4 separate regions of the Mus musculus genome follow, and all the other regions are linked to region 1. A link is a contact called in public HiChIP or PLAC-seq and promoter capture Hi-C data. All regions are on one chromosome and are shown on one strand. The core of a region is the stretch at or near the end of the contact, and the rest is flanking DNA. Distances in the headings are between cores, read along the strand shown.

The links. Promoter capture Hi-C pulls out the DNA fragments that hold promoters and counts their contacts. HiChIP or PLAC-seq counts read pairs in DNA pulled down with a chosen protein or histone mark. Capture Hi-C pulls out chosen DNA fragments and counts their contacts.
Region 2: a promoter capture Hi-C map of adipose tissue shows a contact between it and region 1. The contact joins the promoter of Slc6a9 here to the promoter of Dmap1 in region 1. A contact is called at or near these places in 6 of 39 promoter capture datasets (the 3T3-L1 cell line, 3T3-L1-derived adipocytes, the C10 cell line and 2 more) and 1 of 9 other capture datasets (adipose tissue).
Region 3: a contact with region 1 is called in a promoter capture Hi-C map of fetal liver, with 2.4 times the contacts expected there. The contact joins the enhancer-like site here to the promoter of Dmap1 in region 1. A contact is called at or near these places in 6 of 39 promoter capture datasets (the 3T3-L1 cell line, cranial neural crest, fetal liver and 3 more), 6 of 484 Hi-C or Micro-C datasets (cortical neurons, embryonic limb bud, muscle stem cells and 3 more), 7 of 115 datasets of contacts at active chromatin or transcription factors (embryonic forebrain, embryonic hindbrain, embryonic limb bud and 4 more) and 1 of 9 other capture datasets (pancreatic islet).
Region 4: an H3K27ac HiChIP or PLAC-seq map of embryonic stem cells shows a contact between it and region 1, with 5 read pairs. The contact joins the enhancer-like site here to the promoter of Dmap1 in region 1. A contact is called at or near these places in 14 of 39 promoter capture datasets (the 3T3-L1 cell line, the C10 cell line, the HPC-7 cell line and 9 more), 3 of 484 Hi-C or Micro-C datasets (the P5424 cell line and embryonic stem cells), 4 of 115 datasets of contacts at active chromatin or transcription factors (acute myeloid leukemia, embryonic limb bud, embryonic stem cells and 1 more) and 1 of 9 other capture datasets (embryonic stem cells).

The regions. Positions count from the first base shown.
Region 1 is chr4:117,680,750-117,683,933 of GRCm38.p6, reverse strand. It overlaps Dmap1 (DNA methyltransferase 1-associated protein 1), which reads left to right and starts at 1,709. Exons shown (of 11, transcript NM_023178.2): 1 at 1,709-1,720; 2 at 1,952-2,101; 3 at 2,569-2,660; 4 at 2,896-3,091. The coding sequence starts at 1,997.
Region 2 is chr4:117,833,518-117,836,529 of GRCm38.p6, reverse strand. It overlaps Slc6a9 (solute carrier family 6 (neurotransmitter transporter, glycine), member 9), which reads right to left and starts at 1,272. Exons shown (of 14, transcript NM_008135.4): 1 at 1,053-1,272.
Region 3 is chr4:117,471,946-117,474,973 of GRCm38.p6, reverse strand. The region is part of intron 2 of Rnf220 (ring finger protein 220); the gene reads left to right. Among named protein-coding and RNA genes, the nearest start is that of Gm12827, 22 kb to the left of the region's middle. Within about 2 kb of position 1,438, at least 54 of the 459 cell types and tissues checked have an H3K27ac peak or open chromatin away from gene starts, as enhancers often do. A contact at or near this core is called in fetal liver, where this site is marked.
Region 4 is chr4:117,428,390-117,431,641 of GRCm38.p6, reverse strand. The region is part of intron 2 of Rnf220 (ring finger protein 220); the gene reads left to right. Among named protein-coding and RNA genes, the nearest start is that of Gm12828, 13 kb to the left of the region's middle. Within about 2 kb of position 1,866, at least 18 of the 459 cell types and tissues checked have an H3K27ac peak or open chromatin away from gene starts, as enhancers often do. A contact at or near this core is called in embryonic stem cells and extraembryonic endoderm stem cells, where this site is marked.

The sequences.
Region 1 (3,184 bases), core at 460-2,959:
TCCTCACCAACACTTAATATTGTCTGTCATTTTTCTTTTTCTTTTCAACTTTCTTTCTTCCTTCCTTCCTCCCTTCCTCCCTTCCTTTCTCTTTCTTCCTTTATTTTATGTGAGTACACTGTTGCCCTCTTCAGACACACCAGAAGAAGGCATCAGATCCCATTACAGATGGTTGTGAGTCACCATGTGGGTGCTGCGAATTGAACTTAGAACCTCTGGAAGAGCAGTAGTGCCCTTAACCACTGAACCATTTCTCCAGCCCCTTGTCATTTTTTCTTTTAGGCCGTACTTGGAGGGGGGCAGGAGATAGCGACTACTAATATGGGAGTCAAGAGTAAATAGACTGATAGCTGTTAAAGCAGTTGAAATGACATACTCCCTTGTGAAAACAAGATAAGGGCTTCTAGTCATTCCTACATATTGACAACCTAAGTACATAGACATGTGGCGTGGTATGTGTGTGTATTACTATTGCTTCCATGAAACACCATGACCAAAAGCAAGTTGGGGAGGAAAGGGTTTATTTGGCTTATACTGCCACATTGCTATTTATCACCAAAGGAATTCAGGACAGGAATTCAAACAGGGTACGATCCTGGAGGCAGGAGCTGATGCAGAAGCTATGGAGAGGTATTGTTTACAGGCTTGCTTCTCCTGGCTTGCTCAGCCTTTTATAGAACCCAGGACTACTAGCTAAGGAATAACACCGCCCACAATGGGCTGGGCCATCCCCACTGACCACTCAATAAGAAGATGCCTTACAGCTGGATCTTAAAGGCAGTTTCTCAGTTAAGGTTTTCATCTATCAGATAACTCTAGTTTGTGTGTTGACAGTACAGTGTGTGTGTGTGTGTGTGTGTGTGTGTTGTACATTACACTGCCCCCCCCCCCAAAAAAAAAAGAGTCAAGATTCACAACTCATTTTAGGGGAATTGTAAATTAAATAAAGAAGTTAAGAGCCTGACCTGGTGGCACATTCCTGTAATCCCAGCACTTGAGAGGCAGGGGGATCGCTGTGAGTTAAGAGGCCACCCTGGGTGGTGGGGAAAGAAAAGGGATAGGAAGGAGGAGGCAGAGAGGGAGGGAGGGAGGGAGGGAGGAAGGGAGAGAGAGAGAGAGAGAGAGAGAGAGAGAGAGAGAGAGAGAGAGAGAGAGAGAGAGAGAGCTTCTATTTTACTCTCTTGGCAGCTGGAGAAGCTAGTTTAGCTCTGCTTTGAAAGTTTAGCACAATGGCAATGCCTGGTAATATAGAGAGGCACTGAATGAGCAGAGGCAATTACTATCATTAATCCAGTTAATTAAGAAAAAAAATAATGTTCCAGGCACTGTGCCATTGTTTTACATGGGTTATTGGTATTTCACTTAAGCAGGAGCTGTTACAATTTTCATTTTGTAAACAAATTAAGTGTTTTGAAATAGGTTTTGAGAAAATAAGTGACTTTTCAATGTCACAGAGTTCTCTTCAGGTTTTCTTTTCATTGCCCGGGACACAATGTAGAGAAATAGAAGGTAAATGTCAAAAGCAAGCCCCGCATCGCCTCGCGCGGATTCCTGGGAGCACAGCAGGAATTCCAGGCGAGCGACTCAGCCTGCCCGGTAGCTTGCACACTGGGTTGCTAGCCGGCTCCTGTTTGTCTAAGCACCGACCGGAAGTGTTTCTAAGGGTTGCGTTTCTACGACGCACAGCCGGAAGTTCCTATCCGTGGGTCTTCAGAGAGAGGTAATTTGAGGAGTGGGCTACAGCTGGGGGGACTCAGGTGTGGCTCCCCGGGGATGGCGAGGCAGGGAGGACAGTGTGACCGTAAGGGACACCTGCGCGGGGAGGCGGAGAACGAGGCAGCACCCAAACCTGGTGTGGACCATTCTGGCGCTGGCCTCTTCACCCTGCCCCCACTTGGAGCGGGAGTTGCAGGGACACCGCCCCCTTAACGGTAGCACAGTCTTTCTGCAGGTACCGACCCTTGACGTCGGGGTACTACCTCATCCCTCGGGCGTGATGGCTACGGGCGCAGATGTACGAGACATTCTAGAACTCGGGGGTCCAGAGGGAGATGCCGCCTCTGGGACCATCAGCAAAAAGGATATTATCAACCCGGACAAGGTAGCAGGGGCATTTGAGCGGGCTGAAGTGTGGGTGAAGGTGTTGGCGAAGGGATGGGAAGGGGTGTTACCAGAAGAGAGATGGTGGAAGTGATAATAAAAGGAGAGCTACAATGGAACAAGAGCATGCCACCCTTAATGTAACGAAGAGGGGACACTGGGAGGTGGGGACCAAGAGAGCGGGGAAACCGCCAACGGACGAGAGGACCGAGGGAACCTGACACTTGTAAGTTGTTGGGAAGAGAGAGCAAGACATTGTGACAGTCTTGAGGTGAGGGAAGGACTTTCTTCCCTGATAACTCAGACGCGAGCGGGGAGAGGAAACCTGTGCAGACGGTGTAGAGACGCTCCCATGAGTGGGTTCCCGGGACTTTAGTTCAGCATTTGTTTGTTCAGGTTGGGCTGGGTAAAAACTTCAAGGAAGGGTGGGTCTGGGCCATCATTTTTTCCCTGTGGTTTTCTTCCCAGAAAAAGTCCAAGAAGTCCTCAGAGACGCTGACCTTCAAGAGGCCTGAGGGCATGCATCGGGAGGTCTATGCTTTGCTTTACTCTGACAAAAAGCAAGTATTGGAATCCCAAGTCCTCCGTGTTTCCCCTAGCTCACCAGGCATAGCCCTATGTCCCTATTTTCTCTTCTACTTTCCCCCACGCCAGTATCCCCAACTAGGGCTCCTCCTGCAGGACAGCTCAGTGTCTTGCTCCAGGACATGACTTCCTTATTCTGGGGTAGACTGAGCTTCATGGCTTTAGAGGTTCTTCACACACCTGCTTCTAACCTTTCACCTCCACTGCCAGGGATGCACCCCCACTGCTGCCCAGTGACACTGGTCAGGGGTATCGGACAGTGAAGGCGAAACTGGGGTCCAAGAAGGTTCGCCCTTGGAAATGGATGCCTTTTACTAACCCAGCTCGAAAGGACGGCGCTATGTTTTTCCACTGGCGACGAGCGGCGGAGGAGGGCAAGGACTACCCTTTTGCCAGGTTCAATAAGGTGAGCTGCTAACAGAGCAAAGCTGAGCCACTTGCTGAGTTCTCCAGTCTCCCAGGGCTGGCTCCAGATGTGCTCAGTCCCAGCCTCAGTTAC
Region 2 (3,012 bases), core at 23-2,522, 150 kb before region 1:
TGCAAGGTGTGTTGGGGGGCGGGCGTTACATCAGCCACCACGTGTGCGCCTCTCAGCTGGCGTGGAGGATGCCGCCCCGCCCCCCGCGGTGGAAAAGTACCCGGGTGCCGAGGTCTCCGCCCCCTTGCCCCGCCCCCGCCCGTCCTCGGCCCCTCCCGGGTCTGCGGGCAAGCCCCCTCCCGGCTCGCTGGCCTCAGCTCCGGCCCGTGTGTGGCTGCCTGCTGCGGGGTACAGGCTGGGAGCAGGCGCTCGGGAGCTGCGGGAAACCAGGCCTCACCTGTGGCCGCCCGCACTCGCCGCAAGCATGCCCAGAAGGAAGGCTAGAGTGAAGGCTCGAGTGGCAGGGCGTGGATTTTTTCCCCCCAGAGTAGCAGTCCCCCAAAACCACTCTCCGCCCCGCAATCCCTTCTCAACGCTGCAGCCACGCGAGCCGCGGACAAAAGAGAACCGGAGGGCGCTGGGGTTCTTCCTCGCTGCTTCCCAGGAACCGCGGGCGCGCGGGAACCGGCACCCGGCGGGCGAGTGGGCGGGCAGATTAGGAAGGCCGCCGGCTGCGGCGCCCAGATAGATAGCCAGCACGGCTGGGAGAGGAGGTGGGGCGAGAGGCTGCACGCGGGGCACAGACCCCGCTGCCGGCTCCCGGCCGCGGCAGACCCACTGGCGCCCCAGAAAGACCGAAGACGCTCTTCGGTTCCGGCGCTGCGCGCACAGCCCCGTACCAACCACCTCCGACCGAGCCGGCGTCGGCACGCAACGCACCCCCTCCATTCCGAAATCACCCTCCCTCCCGTCTGCTTTAGTTCCTTGGTGACAACGATGACACACAGACACACGCACCTACCCAGACCTTCGCGGCGAGACAGACATCCCAGTGCGAGCACTCACACTCTTAGCCACAGATACCCGCAAGCAAACGCTATCTCATCCACGCACCACACACACATCCATACACATCCTGGGGCTCAGCCTCCCAGAGTCACAGAAACGCCCAGAACGACGGCTGGACAGACCTAGGCTCGGGCCGCAAAGCCCCCTTCCCCCAGCTCTCTTACCATACTGCTGCCCCCGGCCCAGGCGTGCTGGGTCCGCACCGCGGTGCGCCCAGGTGGCTTTCTTAAAGGGAAAGTTGCATCAGCCTCCCGAGGCTCTCTGCAGCCGCCAGTCCTCCCGCCCCGCCGCGTTGCCTGCCGCTCCTCCAGAGCTTGTTGTGTTTTGGTTTCGGGGAGGCGGGGGCTAAGAGTTTGGTGAAAGTTTGGAGAGTGAAGAAGGCTTGAGAAACCTAGCCAAGTCCCTCCCCTCCCTGAGCGGCTCCCCTGGCCGCCCTCCCCCGCCCTGGTCCCATCTCCTCCCTCCCGCGTGCCGACTACTCAGACTCCTCCTACCAGGGAATAAGATTACAAGTGGCTCTAGTTTTCTGATGATTGATCCTCACGAACCCCTGGGAGTGGGGCTCGGCAAAGGAGTCCCCTTCTCCTTCGCCTCTCTGCCCTTCAGTTGGGACACTTGGAGGAAGCAGATGTCCTCCCCTTCGGGCTAGGCTTGGAACGAAGCCAAAAGGCCTGGGGCGCTTTGGGGGGCTGGGGCTGCAGTTAGCCCGCCAGGCCCCTGGCCTTCTGCGCCTGCGTTCCCCCTAGAGAGACGTCAAGAGCAAATTCCGTTCCCTTTGCAGTAGCGCCGCTAGAGACTGTGGGCACAGCTGAGTAAAGCCTGGGGCCCACTCCTTGGAATTGCAAGGCTGGGGAGCCCTTTCTCCCCGAATTCTCCACCACTGATTTGATCAGCCCTACCTGGTTAGTTGTGCCACAGAGCCTACCTACTTCAGGTGCCTGGATTGCAGTATCTGCCAAAAGATGCTTTGTTGAGCCTCAGTTTCCTCCTCTGCAAAATGGAGAGAATGACTTAAGGAAATGCATACCCACGTGAAACTCATTGCTCCAGATTGGCAGTGGTGCCTAGCAAATGGAACAGGCTGCCACATTTGCTTACCTTGAGCAAGCTGCCAACCCTCTATCAAACCAGACAATACTGATTGCCAGAGGACTGCTGTTGCTTCGCAGGTGCTCTGCAAAAGGCCCTGGTCTGGAGAGGCAGGCTCCGGATTCCACTCTGTGCCCCGAGTTCTCACCATTTTCCGGCCAGGAAACTTGCTTGTTTATTGACATCCAGTCTCCAAAGAGCAGGCGCATCCATGTCAAAGCCGCGCACAAGATCAACTGGTGTGAGAAGCCACCTTATTAATTTATAATCACTGAAAAAGACAGCAGCCAGCACACTCCCTTCAGTTGGGCCTCTCTCTACCCCACGGCTCAACCACAGCCCTTTCCCAGAACTACCTTCTTATATACTGCTTTCTGCTGTCATGGAACTCACAATCTGTTCATTCTCGAGATTTGGTCAGATCTAGGAAGGCACTTATGTCCCTTTTGAGTTTGCCCGTGAACACAGCAGTTATAAGCCTGCTTGGGGTTTATAGTCTCCCACGAACTAATTACCAGAGTTTTGTATAGAGTAGAGAGGGGACACACACGCAGATCTACCTAAGCAATCTGTTGTGCCTGTGGGCTTTTTTTTTGGGGGGGGGGATTTGAGACAGGGTTTCTCTGTATAGTCCCGGTGGCTGTCCCGGAACTAACTTTGTAGACCAGGCTGGCCTTGCACTCAGAAATCCGCCTGCCTCTGCCTCCAAGGGCTGGGATTAAAGGCGTGCACCACCACCACCTGTGGCCTTTAACTTTGCTTATGTAGAAGTTTCTGGGAGTCTAACTGTGGGTCCTGCAGCAGGCTGTGTAGTTGTGTGTGTGCTCAAGTCCTGGATCTGACCAGATAGTATCTAAACACTTCTCATCTTCCCTACCAGGACTTGGGTTCCTCTACAAGTTGTTTATGGTCTCTCATAGCCTGCCTCCTCTTTAGATTATCCAAAATGGCTCCTTCCCAAGACAGATGGACAGGAGGCTCTTGGGAGAAGCTGCCAGGTAAAGGGAAGGTTGGGGCTGAGGGAGGGGCTTCCAT
Region 3 (3,028 bases), core at 189-2,688, 210 kb after region 1:
GCTGTGAAGTCTGCCTCTGAGCCTTTGGCAAGGCTGCAGCTATAAGAGCCAGTTCTGAACTGTGGAAGATGTGCCTGCCTTTCCTGGATCCTTAGTCCTCAGGATGAAAGGGACCAACAGAGCTGTTATAAGTGTTAAATGAGTTAATATAAAATAAACACAGACTCATAGGAACAATATTTAGCATCAAATACATCTGCAGTAAGTGTTAGCTCCAGTTGATACTAAAAACTTGGGCAGGTTTGAAGTATCTTGAGCTGCACCCCACTCCACCCCCTACACACACACACACACACACACACACACACACACTCACACTCACACTCACACTCACACACACACCTTTGCTCTTCATCTCCTTACAGGATTAGGAAATGGCAGTGTGGATGTGGGCTATGTAGCTCAGACTGGCCTCACACTCTCTGTGTAGCCAAGGATGACCCTGAATTCCCAGTCATCTTGTCTCCACCTTCCAAATGCTGTTTTTAAGGCATGTACCACCACACCCGGCTCATGTCTTTGTCTTTAGATAGATGGAAGAAGTCCCAGGTGATGCTAAGGAGCCAATGTGCATCAAGTTGTTTCTCCTTCCTGGCTCCAGTCATATGAGGACTAAGGCAAGGATGATTTCACCAAGGAATCTCTTTGAACTTCCCAAAAGTCATCCAGTGGGGATAACTAGAATTCTACACTCACCTCCCAACTAGGGAAGGACAGTAAGCCTCTTAAATTAGTTTGGTTGTCTGCCTTTGCCTGACCAGCCAGCCACTCAGAGAGCCAGCAACTGGGAGTCTCTTTGGGAGAAGAAAGTGTCAAATACCTAGACTTGCTGGGGGTGTGGCTAGGGTAGGGGTGGACCTAGCTGGGGGTGGAGTTAGGGTGGGGTGGAGCTAGAACTGAGCTGTCCCAGGTTGTTTTTTGTTTTTTGTTTTTTGTTTTTTGTTTTTTTATTCACTTTCTAATTCCTGCTCTTACACAAAGCTTGAGGCTGTTTCCCTCATTGCTCTAAGAGATGCATTGCTTTTATTCTGTCCAGATTTCATCCCGTTGGTACAGTCTAGAAATATTCCCCCAACTCTCTATAGGAAGACTCAGTAGGAGTACTCATTCTGGCAATTGGCTGTCTTCCAGCACCAACCTCACCCTGTCCCCTTCAGTTACCCTAGATGCACCGAGGTTCCCCAATTGGTCTCCCTCTCTCTGATTTTGTGCCCTTGTGCTCTTCCTAAGTAGCGGGCCATAGTATCACTTTCTTTAGCAGCGTTCTAACTTCTAAGAGGCTTACTAGGCAATGCGATTGCGGGACCTTTGACTCTCCCTGAGCCTTAGCCCTAAGTGGTTTATTCTATTAAGCTGATTCTTGGAGGTGGATAGCGCTTTGCTGGATAAGAAGTTGGGGTTGGAGGGAAGTGGCAGTTAGAATAGGAAGCGGTCACTCCCTTTTCTGCTACACCCCACCCTCCAGCCTAACCCTGCCCCAGTGAGTCTGTTCAAAGCTGTAGGAAGGAGGGAACGGAGATGAAACTAAGCCAGCGAGCTAGAAGTTGGTCCATGTCCCACTCACCCCACCCCGTCCACCACACTGCCTCTCATTCCTCGCTTCTACCTTTCCTGGCTGTTCGTTCCTCGTCTTCAGTCTTACCACTTCTGGGGTTTTCTTTCCACCCCTCCTCCTGCCTCCACTGCAACTCAGAATTTGGAGCCAAGCGTGAAGGAGTAAGGCATAAAAATCACGAACTATTGAGTCAAAGAGATGAGCCCTATCCAGTTATGGAAAGTAGAGAAAAAAATTAACAGAGGCTAGCTCGACAAAGACAGGAACGCAGAGTTTTCCTTGATGTTTCTCCTGTTCCGTGTAGGTGCACGCTGCCCTCTGACAGTCCTATCCACATAAAGGATTTTCCAGGTCCTCTTTTATTGTGCTTGTGGTTCCAGGAGACAGCAGGTTTGGAGAGTAGCGGCCTGGCTCCTGTCTGGTTGTCAATTGGTGTGCGAGCTGCTGAGAAACTGAGAGGATTTTGTGAGCAGGAAAACAGAAGCTGTGGAGGAAGTGAGGGAGGTAATCAGGCCCGTGAGGATAGGAAGAACACAGGATGTTCTTCAACCAGAATGGAGGAGGAGGGAACCCAGAGAGACCAGAGGGCTAAAGAGAGGAGAGGGAACTCAAAGCTGGGGGTGGGAAGAAGACAGCTGGAAGAATTCCTGGGAATCCCGAATGGCATGTGATAGCATGTTCCTCTCCATGAAGGTCTGCGGAAACAGGGACTTCACACGCGTGGTGAGAGGGTAAAGAAGTGGGTTTTCTGTTTTATTTTGTTTTTGTTCTCCAGTCCATGGATGGATTGCACATTCATCTGGTCAAGTGCGTGAAGGTGAAGGTTCTTATAGCGTTGTTTAGGGTGGGGGAGGGGAAGAAATTCATTCTGATACATACATATAATACTGGTATAGAAAACAAAGTTAGGACCCTAAGTATTTCTATATACCACAAGGTAGAGAGGGAAATTTTTCCTCTGTGAAACAAGGTAGTGAACTGAGATAGCTCAGTGGATAAATGTCCATGCCTCTAAGCTGGATCGCCTCGGTTTGATCCCTTAAGACCTATGTGGTAGGCAGAGAGAACTGTTTCTCGTAAGTTGTTATATTACCACCTCTATATGCTGTGTTGCACATATACCTCCACCCCAGAATGAACAAAGAATGTAACAGACACTGGAGGAATGGCTCAGCAAGCAAGAGCACTTGCTGCTCTTCAAAAGGACCTGGGTTTAGTTCCCAGCACCCTCATGGCAGTTCACAATCCCCTGTCCCTCCAGTCCCAGGGGATCCAATGTCCTCTTCTGGCCTCTTTGGCATCAGACACACATGTAACACACACATACATGCAGGCAAAACACTCACGAAATAAGAATAAATAAATCTTTCAGAAAGAAATGTAATAAAACATTTTAAGGATTACTTATATAGAAAAAATGCATGTTTATCTGTATGCATATAAAACATTCAGAACGATGTGGGGTGTGTGTGT
Region 4 (3,252 bases), core at 617-3,116, 250 kb after region 1:
TAATGTCCTTCCATAAGCAATCAGACACAGTGTATCTAGATTCATTCCACTCACTTTAGGAATGCCTTTGTTCAATAACTCTTCCCTGATAGTCTAAGCACAAATCTTAAGCCCAGACTTTGGGTGTGACTTGGTAAAAAAAGGAACGTGGGTCCCTCCTAAAGCTGAGTCCAGTGGGGAAAACAAACAAGACAACAAATAGCATTTGTCTTTACAAACAGAGATGGATGCTATGGAATGGATAGCCCTGCTATATAAAACAATGCAGCATCTATCAAGGGTGGTCTCTGAAGAAATACATTTAAATTAAAATCAGAGATTAAGGCTTGCAATGCACAAGGCTGTGCTGAAAAAGAAGGGTCAGGCTGCTTTAGCACTCCGGAGTCAGTGAAGTGCTCACTGCATTGGAAGGATGAAAAGGAACCAGCCAGCTCATGCTATGGAACAACATACTGCTGCAGAAATCTCAGGGGCATATCAACCACAGTGGCACCTCTTTTCTTATGCACCGGTAGGCAGACTGATCCAAGCTGAGCTGGGCTGGGCATCTCTCTCTCTGCATCTGGTATTTGGCTAGGCTTGAGTCCAGTCTATGCATGCACATTCTGCAGCTTGGGCTGAAAAGACAGTGATTACTTTAATGCAGGAGAGCTAGCCACAGGAAGTATATTTCAAGACCATGCTTAAGTTGCTTTTGCTAATCCACCTTGACCAAAACAATCATAGAGTTGGTTAGGCACATACTACCAAACCCAGCTTCCTCCTCCTCTTCCTCCTTCTCCTCCTCCTCCTCCTCCTCCTCTTCTTCTTCCTTCTCTTCTTCCGCTTCCTCCTCCTTCTCCTCTTCTTTCTTCTTTTCCTCTTCTTCTTCTGCCTCTTCCTCCTCCTCTCATAAAATGGGTTCTGGGACTGAAACTCAAGTCTTTGCATTTTCATGGCAAGCATTTTACTGACTGAAGTATCTTCCTAGACTCAAAAAGAACTTTTTAAGATAGGAAGGAAGGAAGAAAAGAGAGAGAGACAGAAAGAAAGAAAGAAAGAAAGAAAGAAAGAAAGAAAGAAAGAAAGAAAGAAAGAAAGAAGGAAGGAAGGAAGGAAGAAGAGGTGGGAAGCAGAGCACTTGTGGACATCTCCTCAAGAGGAAGAACGTCATTTTATTAGTTGACATAAGAGAAGAGAAGATGGGAAAGAGACAGGGATAACACATCCTGGATGTCTACTGTGTGCCAAGTATTGTCCTAAGGGCTCCACACTTGAGCCCTGTGACTTTGGTTTTATTTCATCCCCACTTTACAGGTGAGAAAACAGAAGCTTCCAGAGGCTGAATAGCCTTCCTAGAGGCTTTCTCAACTAGAAATATAAAAACTGGAGACTTGAACCCAGTCAGTCTGACCCTCAACCCATATGCTTAATGTCTACCTAAAACTGGCCCCGTTCATTTTCCATAGGGAAGTTAATTCTCAAAAATCTACCGGCTAGGACTGTGAGCACAGTGCGTGCAGAGCAAGGCGAGAGTGATCTCAGTCCTTCTCAAGCGAGCAGGGAGCACAGCTGTAAAGATGGAGGGAGGATGGAGAACCGAGACTGACTGTTCAGTACTGGGGATTTTTCAGCGTATTTGCATATTCCTTCTCCCCGGGAGTTGTGAAGAGCTTACGTGGGGCTAGAAATCTTTCTCCAGAAAGGAAAGAACCTATTTTCTGCTTATCGTGAGGTATTTGAGTTTTAGGGAGATGAGATTCTTCATGTTTGCCCTTGAGCATAGCCTGCAGCTAAGGCGAGCACCACATTAATATAGACCCTTGAAGGATCTGGTTCTGTCTGCCCGAGGCTGGCTGGCTTTGCCTGCTCTTTGTGAAGGGGCCAGGGGTGCTGAACGGGAGCATGGGGTGGGGCTACCGCTAGACTGAGTGCTATTTTAGAAGCATCTTAACAGAGGAGAGGCAGGGGTATTGTGCTTAGAAATACCTAGTTTATAATCGGTACAGTGTCCTTGCTATAGCCTATACAGTGCCCTTGTCCGTAACTGTACAATACGCTCGTTTGTAACTGTACAGTGCTACAATCAGCAGATACTCCTGACCCTGAGCTGGCTGAAGGGGTTCAGGGATGTGGGAGGCTCTTCTGGACTTAGAGAATTTCAGAGCTAGTGGACAACCTTACTTCCAACCCCAAAAAGGCATTCAGGGAAGATATGTGAGAACCCAGAGTGGCAGGGTTAGAGAATGGGGTGGATCTGAGATGGCTGAAGAGTGTGAACAGAGGGGCTGTCACATCTATCTTGGGGTTTTACGTTGCTTTCTCAAGCTCATTTGTTTTGTTTGAATCAAACAATCAAGCAGCCATGGCCTTCTCCTTATTACCTTTCTAGCTGTGAAACTTCTGAAAGCCTTGCAGAGTGACGCTTGTCAAGTCTACATGTGAATGTCATTTCCAGGAGTCAGGCCCACAGCTAGCCTTGGCTCTCCTGACTCTCTTATGCTCTTGATCCTATGCAGACAGTAGAAGAACTCTGAACAATAGCCCCTGCTTCCCAGCTCCAGGCTCTGTTGGCCTCTGTCCATGTCCTTCACGAGCTGTAGGGCCTCCTGAGAAAGGCGTTGGTCCTCCCACGCTCAGGGTTTAGTTATCCACCAGTGGGGACTTATTAGTATGTCAAGCGAATTGTGTTTGTATGTCAGCCTCAACGTGGTGACTTTGAACTTCAGGTTTACCTATCCTCTAGAGTTTGGGATATTTTGCTGGATATAATAGCCAGCGTGTGAAAGAAAAGAGAATCTTGAAGGGTCCTTTTTGTGGACCCTAGCAAAATGGGCGCCATCACCTCTATCCACAGTCCAGTAACCAGAATTCACCCCTGTCTATCTCAGCAAGAAAGTGTGGGAGGTTCAGTCCAGCCACGTGAGGAGGAAAAGGAGGCAGGTTTTACTGAGCATGTAACAGATCCTGCACACAGTAGATGAGCGTAGTTGAGAGGGTGGACCACAGTGCTCCAGGGATACAGTCTCCAAGTATCAAAATCTAGCCTTCCTACCTAGGGTCTAAGTGTGATGGTTGAGATGTGCCCTGCCCACCCTGGGAGAAGGAGTCTCCATGAGTGGACAGCCAGCAGAACAGGTGCAGACCGTGTCTAGGGAAAGGCTCTTTGACCATGGCTGCCGAGGAGCCACTCAGATGGTGGACTCTCTTCGAGCCTTTCTCAACTTGGGGAAGCAGGAGTGCTCTAAGGCACTTGAAGGATCTAGAATACGT